Linked DNA regions of Delphinus delphis: region 2 is linked to region 1. A link is a contact called in public Hi-C data. All regions are on one chromosome and are shown on one strand. The core of a region is the stretch at or near the end of the contact, and the rest is flanking DNA. Distances in the headings are between cores, read along the strand shown.

What was found. A called contact is a pair of places that touch in the nucleus more often than the background predicts.
Region 2: a Hi-C map of lung shows a contact between it and region 1, with 8 times the contacts expected there. The contact joins the promoter of TNRC6B here to the promoter of RPS19BP1 in region 1. A contact is called at or near these places in 3 of 3 Hi-C or Micro-C datasets (lung and muscle).

Annotation. Positions count from the first base shown.
Region 1 is chr11:93,352,337-93,359,096 of mDelDel1.2, forward strand. It overlaps RPS19BP1 (ribosomal protein S19 binding protein 1), which reads right to left and starts at 2,836. Exons shown (of 4, transcript XM_060023964.1): 1 at 2,723-2,836; 2 at 2,433-2,561; 3 at 225-322. The coding sequence starts at 2,774.
Region 2 is chr11:93,765,571-93,772,330 of mDelDel1.2, forward strand. TNRC6B (trinucleotide repeat containing adaptor 6B) reads left to right here and starts at 2,929. Exons shown (of 24, transcript XM_060025704.1): 1 at 2,929-3,134.

The DNA of each region.
Region 1 (6,760 bases), core at 1,586-4,085:
GTCCCAGGGGAGCAAGGCCAGGCCCAGCCTCCCACCTTCCCCACACTGCTCTCGGCCCTCCAGGGGGAGGCCCCTCGCAGCACAGCGGGGTGTCCAGCTCTTAGGAGCCTGGAGGGGCCTCCACCCTCCAGCCTATGCTCAGGGCTGAGACTCCCACAGATCCCAGGAACAGCCTCAGTTCTCACCCCCCAGGTTCCTTCCCACAGCCCATCCCCCTGACGAACCTGCTGGGTGACGGATTCGGCCACTGTGCTTCTTGCACTAGTCATAAACCTCAGGTTTACTCCAAGGTAACCTCGACGCTCTCGCTTCTGGAACTCAGCTGTGGATGGCATCATTTCAGATTCACTCCCTGGAAGCCTTCTGGGTCCCCTCCTGACATCTCCCCACTCCACTCCCCCCTCCCATGGCCCTACCAAAGGCCCTGTCGTCCCTTCCCCAGGCTGCTGCAACAGCCTGGGCTCTTCTGTCAAAACCACACCCCACACAGACCCTGCTCAAAGTCCCCCTTGGTTCCACCTGCTCAAGTGATTTACTCAACAAAGGTGGCCTGGGCACTTACTGTGTGTGTGTCAGCCACTGTTCTAGGTGCAAGAGCACAGAGCAGGAAACAGAACAGACAAAAAGTCCTGCCCTCATGGAACTTCCATTCCGTGGGAAGAGGGATGGTACACAAGGTAAACGGTACTTCAGAGGGTGATCATTTTATGGAGAAAAAGAGAATAGTAAACAGAAATGAGAGATGCTGGGGGGAGGGTTGCAATTCCAAACAGGAGGCTCTGAGAAGGCCTCACTGAAATGAATTCTGAGCAAAGACTGGAGGGAGAGAGTGTGACACTGTGGGAGAAGAGCATTCTGGGTAGAGGGAACAGCCAGTGCAAAGGCTCTGAAGCAGAAGTGTGATTAATGTGCTTGAAGAACAGAAAGTGGTTGGACAGAGAGGGGAGAAGCCGAGGAGACGAAGCTGGAAGGAGCAGATCATGTGGGGCCTGAGCAGGCACCGACAGACTCAGGCTCTCACCCTGGTGGGTGCAGGGCAGAGGAGAGACAGGTCTGACTCAGGATTTTACGGGATCACTTCGGCTGCTATGGTGAGAACAAGATTACTGGGGGAGGGGGCAGTGGAAGGGAGACCAGTTAGGAGGCTTCTGCAACAATCCAGGCAAGAGATGGTGTGTAGCTCAGACCAAGGTGGCAGCCACAGAGGTGTTCTTTAGGTTGGCCACTGAGGGTTGAGAGAGTCCCCTCAGTCCTCAGTCATGTACCATGACAGGGTGGTGGGGCGGGGGCTGGGATGGAGGAGTGACCTCCCTCGGGCCCCTTGTGTGCCTGTTCCACTCCAGCACCACTGTGGCTCAACCCAGGCTCACTTTCCTGCCTCCACACTTTTGCTCATGCTGTATTTCCTCGGAATTCATAGTTCTTTTAACAAACAACTTGAACACCTTTTATGCACGAGGCCCTGGGGATTCAAAGACACACTAGGAGCTCACCAAGTCCTGCCACAGGTCAAAAACACCCTGCATTCCTGCCCACTCCAGCTCCTCAAGTCTGTAGGTCTCGTTAAGTGGCGCCACATCCCCCAAGACATTCCGTACTCGCTGACTCTCTCTGCCTCCATCCTCACAGCCAATTCACCACTGAAGCCATCAATGCCCCCTCCTCACCGCATCTTCCACCTGCACAATTCTCTCATCTCCGCACCATCACCACCGCCCAGGCCATAGCATCTTGAAGCAGTAGGTGGGATCAGGGCTCTGGAGACAATCTGCCTGGTTTCTACCTGTACTATCTGGGCAGGGGCCTGTTTCTGCTTCTGTAAAATGGAGGTGATGATAGTGCCGACCTCACAGGGTTGCTGGGAGCAATTACATGAGCAAACATTTGTACGAGGCTTAGAACAGCACCTGGCACACGGAGTATTAATTTTATTTAATGCTCCGTCTCTGACCCTCGTTCCCTGTATGTCACTTTGACCAGGCTTCTTTTTTTTCAAGATTTCAAAGGCAATAAACTTCTTTCTGACTCCGCATATGCCATTCTCTCTAGAATACTCTTCCCCCGGTTCACTCGTATACTTCCATCGGGTCTGGGCTTAACTGTTGCTTCCTCAGAGAAGCCCGATTTGGCCTTTCATTCTAAGTCCCTCTCAGAGCACCACAGTCTTAATGCATAGACCCTATCACAGCAACCATACGCTGATTTTGAAACTCTTCGATGCTTCTCTCCCTACTAGGGCTGTAGACCTTGCAGGGCGGGACAATGTGATTCGTTCACCTCCGTGTTCCCAGGGTCCCGCCCCACGCCCGTCGCACAGCAAGTATTCTAGAAACTCCTGGGTAACATTTCAAGCCCTCACTCTAGCGCCCCTTCCTCCCCGGCACCGCCCCCCGACCCCGGGAGCAGCGCGTCCAGCCCCTTCCCGAGCTCACCCAGCGCCGATTTGGGCACCTTTCCCTTGGCCGAGTTCCGCAGTTTCTGGGCCTGGGCCGCCTTTGCCTTCCGCGTCCGCTTCATCGGAGCCTCGCTCGTCTTGGTTTGGCCTGGCGCGTCCCTGGGGGCTGTAGGGGAAGAGAGGAACCGACTCGGTTCGGAGGGCGCTCAGGGTTCCCATTCACCGAGGCTAAGCCCGGTCTGGATCGTTCGCACCCTCGGGGCTCCTGCCCCCAGCCCCTGCCGCCTTCCCGCCCAGGCTGGACGTCTCTGGGAAGAAGCTCCTCACCCTCAGGCACCCCCAAAAGCTCCAAACCTCGCCGCAGCAAGGAAACCGACATAGCGGCGCTTAGCTCCGCCCACACGCCTCAACTACTTCCGTCTTGGCCGCCCTTGTCGTTTCGGTGGAAACGCGAGCTAGAACAAAAGGTTCCGCAATGGGCGGGCGGAAGTGCCCACCTTCCTTAGGACGCAGGCGTTAGGTTTATCACTGGGCGGGATCTGGAGGCGGGGCCAACGCGCCGAAGGACGCATTTGTCGTCCAATCGCAACCCCACCGACCCTTTGGGAGCCAGGCCTCGCCTTCTCCCGGAAGCCGTCCACCGCTAGCCCAGCCTGGTGGGTCAGTCCTATCGCGTCAGGCGTCTCAGTAGTGGGCGAGGCCGGGCTCGGGACGGAGTGTTAGTATTCTCAATTTTTACGAAAAAGGGGAATGTATTTTTGGAAGTATTATACTTCAACCAGAGCAACATATCGCACAGATCTAGTTCGGCATGAGAATCCAGCTATCTTCCATTAGAGACATTTGCAAAAATGCAAAACAATATCAGTGTTTTCCCACTATTTCGTTTTGTTTTCATTAAAATATGTCACTTATGTTAATATGCGGGCTTGTTATTGTTGTTTTAAATGAATTAATAAGTATTTTTTAAAATTCTGTTTTAGTTTCTAACATGGTAACTCTTGTTAGTTACACATACAAAAGCTCTTTGGGATCCTGAATTTTTTTAAGAGTAAAGAGTTCTTAGACAAAATAGTTTGAGAACTTCTGGCTTAGAAATTAGTACTCTTCTTGCTGTGGGGAGGAAACCTGTCTTGTTCACTGCTCCATCTGCAGCTCCTAGCCCAGTACTTGGCATGCAGAAGGCACTCAATAAATCAGTGGTGAATGAGGGGGAACCACTGAATTCACCGTACAAACATGTTCTGAGATCCTTTTGTATACATGACACTGTAGAGTGTAGGACATGGAGGTGACTCAGTTGGTCCTTTGTGAATGAACCTCACTAACCTCCGTCAGCTAGTCCAGGAGGGAAAAACCTAAACAGATGTTAATAATAACAGACATTGTGTCAAGGTGCTGTCTTAAGTGTTTCACATTTGTTAACTCACTTATACCACTACTGCCCTCCCCTCCTCTGGAGCAGGAACAACTGCTTCCCCCATTTTACAAATGAGGAAAGGGGCACAGAGAGGCCAAGGAACCTGTCCAGGTCACAAGGTGGTGTCAGAGCTGGGAATCAAGACAGACAGCCTGGCCTGAGCAGTTATGCACTGCTCCCCAGTGCCACCCACCCAGGAGAGCATTGCAGGGGCGCTGGGTGGGAGTCAGGAGGACTCTGGAGGAGAAGAGGAGCTGGCCATGTGGGAGGGGAGTATCTCAGGCAGGAGGATTCTGTAGTGAGGGCATGTCCCTTGGGACAGGAGTGGCCCCAGAGGAGCAAGGAGGGCTGCATGGTTTCATTGGCATCAAGCTCCACGGATTTGCCCTGAGGGTTGTGGGTCCCCTGGAGCTCAGTGATGCTGTCAGACAGGCTCTCTCCTGCTTCTGAAATAGCCAGATTGTTTTTTAATTTCTTTTATTATCTTCATTTATTGTTTTTAATTTTTTTTTTTTGTTGTTGCACCGAGTCCTAGCTGTGGCAGGAGGGCTCCTTAGTTGTGGCATGCGAACTCTTAGTTGTGGTATGCATGTGGGATCTAGTTCCCTGAGCAGGGATCAAACCTGGACCCCCTGAACGAGGAGCATGGAGTCTTAACCACTGCCCACAAAGGAAGTCCCACTCATTTATTGTTTATTGACTGTTTCCTCACCCATTCTCCACTGTAAACTCTACAAAGGCAGGGATCTTTCTTTGTTCACCAGCGCCTGGAACAGAGCCTGGCATACAGTAAGGGCTCCATAAATGCACGAATCAGATAGATGAAGGCAGAGATGTCCAGGTGGGATGAGTGAGTCCGCCCCTCAGGAGGGCAAAGGACCAAACTCCACCGTACCTCTTTCTCCTCCCGACCTGGGGTGGTCAGAACACGGTCCCCAGGGTGGAGGGACATTTTGTGTTCCAATGTCCCAGCGAAGCAGTAGATTCTTGCAGCGTCTCTGCCAAACTCTGGAGGGGCCGAGCGGCCACTCTGGCCACTAGGTGGCGCCGCAGGACAGCTTTCTCACGCGGCGCGGCACCGTGATCTGGTCCGCCGCCGTCCAGGCTGGGGTGTCCGAGAGTGGGGTCTGGACGCCCCTCGACGTCAGCTGGCTCTTTGCGGCCAGCCCTGCGTGGCCCTGGCTTCCGGCTGTCCCTGCCCCGCGGCCTTCCAAGACTGAATGGGGAAGCTGAGGCAGAGCCACCAGGCTGGGCTGCCCAGCGGGGACATGAGGCTTTCTTCCGGAAAGGTGTGCACATGACAGCTGGGCACTCACTCGCTCAATCCCTTAATAGACAGTGCCTCAGTTTGTTCATCTGTTAAATGGGACTTAGCTCCGTAATAAAGTGGGTGTGAGGAGCAAGTAAGTTAATACGGGTAAAGCTCTTATTACCCGAATAGGAACTGGGTGGGTCAGTGATGTTACAGACGGGTCCGCCCCACTCTGAGCAAGAAAGAGGTGCCCGCATATGGGCACCTAAAAAGTGCCAGGCCTGTCTTGGACCCCTGATGGGACAGGCTGTGAAAGGGCAGCTCCCTCCTGCTCTGTCCCTGTCCCTGTGGGGGGTGGAGGGCGGGAGTCGTGAGGTCTCACAGGTGGGTTTCTGTCCTGGTTGCCTGGCTTCAGGGTGCTTTCCTGCCCTCAGCCTCATCTACACGTGGGAACGCTGGGCCCTCGCCCTTCTCTGGATGCCCCTCGGTGCCTGCTCAGCCCAGGCCCTGGGCCACACAGAAGGAGCATCACAGTGAGGTGGCCACCTCCCTAGCCTCTGTCGCCCACGTGCCCCATCCCGGTCTCCTTCCTGGCCTTTCTGGAACCAACTTAACCTCACTAGGCCTTGGTGGGGGGAACCCCAAGGCTCAGAGGGAGGTAGAGTCTTCTGCAGGGTCACAGGGTATTTCAAGAGCAGAGGGAAAACTAGAACCCAGGTCTCTGAGTCCTGAGCAATAGCGTGGGTGAGCGTGTGTGTGTGACCTTTTTGAATTGTGTGTTGGGGGGGACACCTGGGATCTTGTAATTTGCTTTTGCCTCCCCATCTTTCTGTGTGTCTCTGTCTCCTTATCTCTGACTCTTTCCTTCTCTTCTGCAGTCACCACACCCCTTCCCCCCAAGTTCCTGGCCTTTCTCCACCTTCAAATTGAAAACCCAAATGGAATTTCCAATTGCCTCTTCTGACCGGTGATCGTCTGGCCCTCTCCCTTCTCTCTGCTGCCTGGCCCTGCGTTACTTCCAAGGCCCCTCTCCCTCCCTCCCTCTCACTTCCTACTCCTGCCATCAGTGGCTTTGAAGTGTGTTCACAAGAGCTCTCAAGAGAAAATCCATTTCTGTGCTGTCTGGTTCTAAATGGGCGAGGAATGGGCTCCTTTCGGCCTCTGGTTTCATCACATCCCTCTCAGGGTCTCTGGAGCTTTCTTTTCTGAGAGGTGATGCTCCTGCCTCAGGTCTCATTTCCTCCTGACCAGGCTGTCACCAGGCAATCACTCCTGCTCAGTCCCCCCGGGTGGGGGAGGGCACCGTGGGCAGAGGGAAGGGTTGGGAGATGGGCAGGGCTGGGGGAACCCCCAGGGGGCTGGGACTGATGCAGATGCTCTGGGCTTCCTGGCCTGGGCTCACACAGCTGTGTACCCCAAAGCAGGCCACCTTCTTTCTCCAGACCTGTTTCCTCCTCTGTGAATTGGGCTTTGAGAAATATTGTCCAGTCCTCCTCCCACGGCTGAGGGTGGTGGGGACCCAGAGCTCCTGGCTCCGGGGTCCTGAGGTCTGGAGGGAGCACGTGTTCTGGAGCCAGGCTGTGTAGGTTCCGATTCTGGCTTTTTCATTCACTCGCTGTGTGACTTTGGGCAAGTCACATAACCTCTCTGTGCTTTGGATTCCTCATCTGTATGTTGATTATAATAACGGTCC
Region 2 (6,760 bases), core at 1,679-4,178, 410 kb after region 1:
AAACCACACCCCACTGTTGTTGGAAGAAATCCATGTGCGGGTCTATTCATAAAAGAGTCTGGGGGCTTCCCTGGTGGCACAGTGGTTGAGAGTCCGCCTGCCGATGCAGGGGACACGGGTTCGTGCCCCGGTCCGGAAAGATCCCACATGCCCCAGAGCGGCTAGGCCCGTGAGCCATAGCCGCTGAGCCTGCGTGTCCAGAGCCTGTGCTCCGCAATGGGAGAGGCCACAACAGTGAGAGGCCCGCGTAACGCAAGAGTCTGGGAAGATACTCTCCTTAATGGCGGTTGGCTCTAGCAGTGGGATTTGAGGGAGATTTTATTTTCTACTTTAAAACTTCTGTATTGTCTGAAATCTTTACTCAATGTTACTTTTATGATCAGAAAAACAGCAATCTTATAGGAAGCACCGGCTTTGGCCACTCCTGGATATTCCTATCCTGCTCCCTGGCCCTAGAGAGCGAGCATTGCAGGTCACCGCACATCCCCAGTCTCTTGCCTAGGTAATCACAATTCATCCTTTAGTTCTTGTAGATGTCACACCTTCAGGGTAGCCATCTTTGTCTCTCCAAGATTGAGTCCCATGTCCCTCCAAGCCATCTGCACTGTGTTTACCTGTTGGTCACCCCCACTAAATCGAGGTTCCTAAAGGCAGACGTGTTTTATTCATCTGTGCAGCCTCTGTACCTTAGGAAAGTGCCAACTAGCTCCATAAATATTTACTGAATAATTATTTATTGGGGGAACCTTATATAATCAGAGCAATTCGAGACATACAAAAATGAAAAAGAAATCATTTGTTTTCAAGGAACTTTAAACTGAGTTGGGGAGACAGGTATGTCCAACAATTAAACTATAAAAACTAGTTTAAGGGTTAAAAATAGAGTTACAAACAACCAACTATGAAAATAAGGAAGTTTTGGGACACTGACCATTTCTCATTCTTTTTGTTTTCTGGTTCAGAATCCCCATATTGGAATGCTAGTATGGGGTATGTAGTTATAAGGATTCAGGTTCTTAGGACCTTTCTTAGAATTTGACTCATGAATTTTCTTCTGTCCTTCTGCTGGCAGTTGCCCTAGGAATACCTGCCATTTAATCTTAATTGATGTTTGTGAAACACTTATCTTCCTCTGCTGAAAGGCTATAAGTGTTGAGCACTATTACTGTGTTACAGTGGTTGTTTTATTATTAAAGCAGTGCCAATGCGGTTACACAACAGCTTGGATCAGGAGAGGAAACAAGGGCAGTGATCCCACTGAAGCTACAGGGGGTGGGGATTTGGGATGGTAAAATGTTAATTACCCGAGACGGAATGCAGGCTATCGTCCAGCACTGTGCTCCTGGAGATCATTTCAGTCCCAGAGCCTGGGGCCGGCTCTCTGGCAGTGGGTCCTAAGCATTCTGCCCTCCCCCGGCTGGAATGTTGGATTCACTTTGCTGAAAGCGGCCACAAAGAATCCAATGGCCACAAGCCAGGAGCACTTGTCTTGCACAGCATCAGGGGCTACTCTGGAAGCTATCCAGGAGCCGAAGGGCTGTTCCGTTTGCATACAGTAAATTATTTATTTCTAAACCGATTTATTCTTTTTCTCTCTTTAGATTCTCTCCTTGTTTCTGCCTCTTGAGGACTCTCTCAAAAGAGAGTGAGCTGGAGATGGATGGGTGTGGGTCAGGAAAGTAGGCTTGAAACAGAAGGCTGGTAGAAGTGTCCATTTATTTATAAAGCCTAGAAAATGAACATAAAGGTAGATAGGCTTCTGGTCAGGAATCACCAAGACTGTTTAATTCAGGGTGGGGAGGAATGGGTGCTGGAGAAGAGGATGCAGTGGAGGCAATGACAGCCTATTCCATAGCTTTAGTCCCCAGCAATGTCACCTCCAGAAACTGAGGAATTTAGCTTCTGATTGAAAGCTTTTGAAGATGTTGGGTTAGCTGATTGGGTACGATTCTAGGCTAAGGGAAAGGCACTAAAGTACAGTGAAAAGAGCGAAGGCTCTGGAGTCAGACAGACCTGGGACCAAATGCTTGCCTACCAACTACATCCTATCTAGGTGACCTTGGGCAAATTTCCTAACCTCTCTGGAGCCTCAGTTTCCTAACTGTAAAATTTAGAGAACGTAAAACTCACAGGTTCAACCGATAGTCCTTGTAAAGAACTCTGCATGGTTGGCACAAAGCGGACATGCAATAAATGGTAATCGTTACTATCGTCAACCACAGGCCAAATGATGGGAGTCATTCAAACTCCCTAGCAAACAATTAACCACAGCACAGCGAATCCAGATCTGACCGACGCGCCTATTTGCCCAATAAGGTACCAGGAAAGAACTCAGTGGAGACACACCAATGGCATTAGCCCTTGTTGTTGGACGGACTTGCTTGCTGTTCCACCAATAGTTTGAAGATTTGACTAGGGAGTGACACGCTGACAGTCCAATGATTCACAACGAGCCCACACTCAGCACTTCGGCGGGGATAAATCAAGGAGCCGGGACGTATAGATTCCGTTATTAGGCAGTACTGGACGGAGAGAGGAGCTTAGGGGAAACAGCGCGAGGGCGAGGCACTAATGAGCTAATAAAAGGAAAAAGACGATGGTTGCGCCAAGTGAGCTCGGCCGCCATCATGCTCTAGTTTCCCCTTCGCCTCTCCGAGTCCGCGACCGAGGAAAAGGTCTCTGGGATGCTGAGGGGGTGTGTCCCCGAATGATTGGCGCAGACAGCTCAGCCAATCGTAGCTCGTCAAACGGAACGCGTTTGACCAATGAGGGGCGACGGCAGCTGGGAGAAATTGGAGGGGCGGAACGGCAGCTTGACGGGCACAAAAGCCAGCCAGTGAGGGCTGGCAGCATCCTCCCTGCGGCCAATGGAGTGGGGCTCTGGGCGGGCCCCCGAGTGTTTGTGTTGTGGTTTTGGGGGAGGGAGGCGGAGGGGAAAGTTTGTTTATTTTGTTTTTAGTTTCTGGGGTCCCCGTGTTTCTCGGAGGTGAAGCGGGAGGGAGTGACCCCCCCCGAGCCCCTCAGTCCCTCTACTACGTCGCCTCCATAGCCTGCAGAGAAGCGGGGACCGCGCGCATCGCGGCGCATCGCCTCACAGCGGAACGCCGCGCACTTGGAGCCGGCACGGCTCAGTGGTAAGTGAGGACCGACGGCCACCGCCGCCCTTCCCCTCCCCCGCTCACCGCCCAGTCAGAGCTGGCCGGCCGGGTGGGCGAGGACGCCCGCGGGAGCGCGCGGCGCGGGGTCGGCCTGTCAAGCTGAGGCGCACCGTGTGCGTGTCCTCGCGAGTGAGCGCGCGCGGCGGGGAGAGGGCCGGAGGGGCGTGAGCGCGCGGGGTCGGCGGGGGTGGCGGCGTTGGGCGCGCGCCCCGCGGGGCGGGCGTCTGGTGGATTTGACCCCGGGGCTGGGAGGGACGCGGGCGACATCCGCTCGCGGGGAAGGGGCGCCCCGAATGGCCGGGCCGGGACCGGCAGACGAGCGCGACTGCGGGCGTCACGCGCCGGCAGGTGTGAGCTGGGGGAGGGCTTCCGGGTGGGCTGGTCGAGTCGAGTTCGCTTCCCGTCGCTGGGGGACCTCGGGGCAGAGAGGGGTCCCCGCGGAGAGCCGAGGCCCGCGGAGGCGCGTCGGGGCCCCTGCCTGGCGGTGGCAGAGGGAGGCGGCAGGCCTCGAAGCCTCCCGGTCCCCACCTGTGTGCAGGACCTGCGTGACGGAGTGAATGCGTTCCCCTGCTGCCGCCCCCACCCCTCCCCCCAGAGCCTTGCGTGTGTGGCCACCTTCGAGAGGCGATTCAACCTCCTCGGGGAAAGGAGGGCGAGGGGAATATCAGCGGACGACCAGCCCGAAGTGTTTCCTGCATTCCCTGGTCCTGCGCCCTTTGGTTTCAAACTAGTGGGTTTCCACAGTGGGCTTAAATCCACTGTAGTGGCTGAAGACACCCAGTAAAGGTAGCCTCTTGTCAGGCTTCTTAAGGACCAGCACATGCTCAGTTCTTTGGGCACCGAGAACTAGTCTGGGTCTTTTCAGGCTGCTTGCTTTCTCATGTATCTTTTGGCTGTTTTATTACTTTTTAGCGTCTGTGCTGGAGGTTGAAGCGAGGGATAAGGTGAATTTCAAGTTGGCCATTTGCTTACAATATAAGCAAAATTATACAACAAAATTGGCCAGAGATGTTTCCCCATGGTCAGTGAGTAAAACGTCATTAATTACTGCCCCCCCCCCCCCGCGCCAGCAGTTAAGCAAACAGAAATGGGATGTATAGAAATCTTACATCTTAGCATTTTGTGCAGGTTTAACAATAGAGGCTATTTCCTTCGTAGTTGTGGGGAATTTCAGTAGGATGATAGTTTCCTATTGATTTGGAGAAGCAGCTTGGCTTTGAAACTATGTTTATTCTTTTGGTAGTGTTTTGTAAATGCCTTTTAAAAAGCAGAACTTTTAGAACATTGACAACTCTACACGTGTGCAGTGTCCCACTCGGTATGTAGTAGGAGAGATGTGAATGTAGTAGGTCCATACACTAAGGCAAGTATGCAGATCGCAAATCAGACTGGCTTGTTCCTCTTGGGATGCCGTGATGATAATAATGATGCCTTTATAGTTTCTTAGTTGTTGACTGTTTTTAAGTGCTTGTCCCAAACATCATTATTTGAGCAAAATAGTTCCTGATAGGACTTAAGGAGAAAAAATTGCCAAGCTGCTTTTCTAAGGTAGCACAGAAATGTCATGCCCTTGGGGAAAAAAGATTATTTTTTTCTCATTCAAATGGAAGCACTTAAAAATGTTTTAAATCAGAACAATATCATTTCTTCAAATGGTAGTAATAATGTTAAGCTAACTTTTTTTTTTTTTTTTGCGGTACGCGGGCCTCTCCCATTGCGGAGCACAGGCTCCAGATGCGCAGGCTCAGTAGCCGTGGCTCATGGGGCCAGCTGCTCCCCGGCATGTGGGATCTTCCCGGACCGGGGCACGAATCCGTGCCCCGTGCATCGGCAGGCGGACTCTCAACCATTGCGCCACCAGGGAGGCCCTAAGCTAACATTTTTTGCGTGTTTTGCATATGCCAACCTGTTTATATTTTTACCTAATTCTTACCTTAAGCCTGCGGGGTAGGTATCATTACTGTTTTATGAGCCTCCAGAAGCCACAGAGCTAGGAAGTTCAAGGGCATCGGTTTAGTCTTAAGTCTGTTTGGTTTCAAAGCCTGTGCTTGTCCCATTTTGCCCCCTAACTTATCCAGAGGAAGAAATGCAGAGTACACTGAAAAGCAGAGAGGGATGGAAAAGGGAAATGCGACTGATGATTAGGTTCCCCATACCTAACTTAAGAAACTCATTCTTAGTTTTTAGAAATTAGGAACATTTTTACTAGTGTTACATCTAAGCTTTGCTTTAATTTCCTCCTTATTTACTTTTCATAAAGATAAATTAAAATGTGTTTAATTCAGAGGTCAAGGCTTTCAGAGCGCTTCGTGCAGATCACTCCAGTACCTTTGCTGTTGTGATTAATCCTGTGTGCTCTTCCAGGGCCCAGGCGTTATTCACTTTTGTATCCAGCAGGGTGCTTACTGTATAGTAGGAGCACAGTAAATATCAGTTGACTAAGGAACAGAGTTAAAAATGTCATGATTTTGGGTTCATTTTAGCAGTTTTAGTTCAATGGGACGATAAGAAAGTGAACAGCTCATGTGCAAAAGGCATGTTTTAGAAGAATACTTAAATGGAGCAATTCATAGAGTCTGGGAAGTTTGGCTCTGCTAGTTTGCTAATCTCCCACTTCTCATCTGTTTGAGCTCCTGTGCCATTCTGTTCTTCCTTTCACCTCCAGAATTCTAACAGAGGAGGCTATACTGACTGCTTCCCTTCACTACTTAGTCATCCTTGAACCTTTGCAGCCTGGCTTTTAACCTCACCACCACTCACTGAGGCGTTTTCCAAGGTTGCCATTTAATTTAATGGTTAAATTTCCCAGAGCATCCTTTCGGGCTTTATCCTGTTCTGTGCTGTCTCCCTGTAGCTCAGTCCTTTTGACTACCCCACCCTTTAAAAACATTTTTATTTTACTTTTAAAATAACATATAATAACAATGACTTCTAGTGTGTGTATGTTTCTGTGAATGTTAGTACATGTACAGATACATGTGGCCATCACCATAATCAGGATACAGAACAGTTCCATCACTCCAAAAAGACTCACTCATGCTCTTTCCTTTTTGAGAGCCCTTTTTCCTGACTTCCATCCCAGAGAGAAATTAACTCTAAGGATCAAACTCAGGCTCCTTTTGTTGTCTTTTTTTTTTTCTCTTTTTCTACTCCTTGAAAATGTTATTTACTTTTGGGATTTAAACTATATCACTTCTGTCTGTTAACCTGAGGATCCATGCCTCATCTCTCTTCCATTCTCTAAACAACATCCATATTTACCTGCTGGAATTCTTCCCTAGTCTTTCATACCCGGTATGTTTAGAGTTGTGCCTAACTTTGCCTCCCAGCTAATGGCTCCCAAACCAGCTCTTCCACCAGATTTTTCTATATTTTTTGGTGGTACCGTCCTTCTCCCAGCCTTGGAACCCTGGAACACTTGAAGGGCCTTATATTAAACTCTTACCCCAGACCAGGTATCCTGCTACTCAGCTACGAATGCTGGGTCCTGCCTCTTTGCTGCCAAGCCGGCTTCTGTTCAGTAGGCTGAGCAGAGCATAGGTGGTTGGAACACTTAGAACCCATCAGGATTTCCCTGGTCAAAACCCCTCACGGCTTCCCGT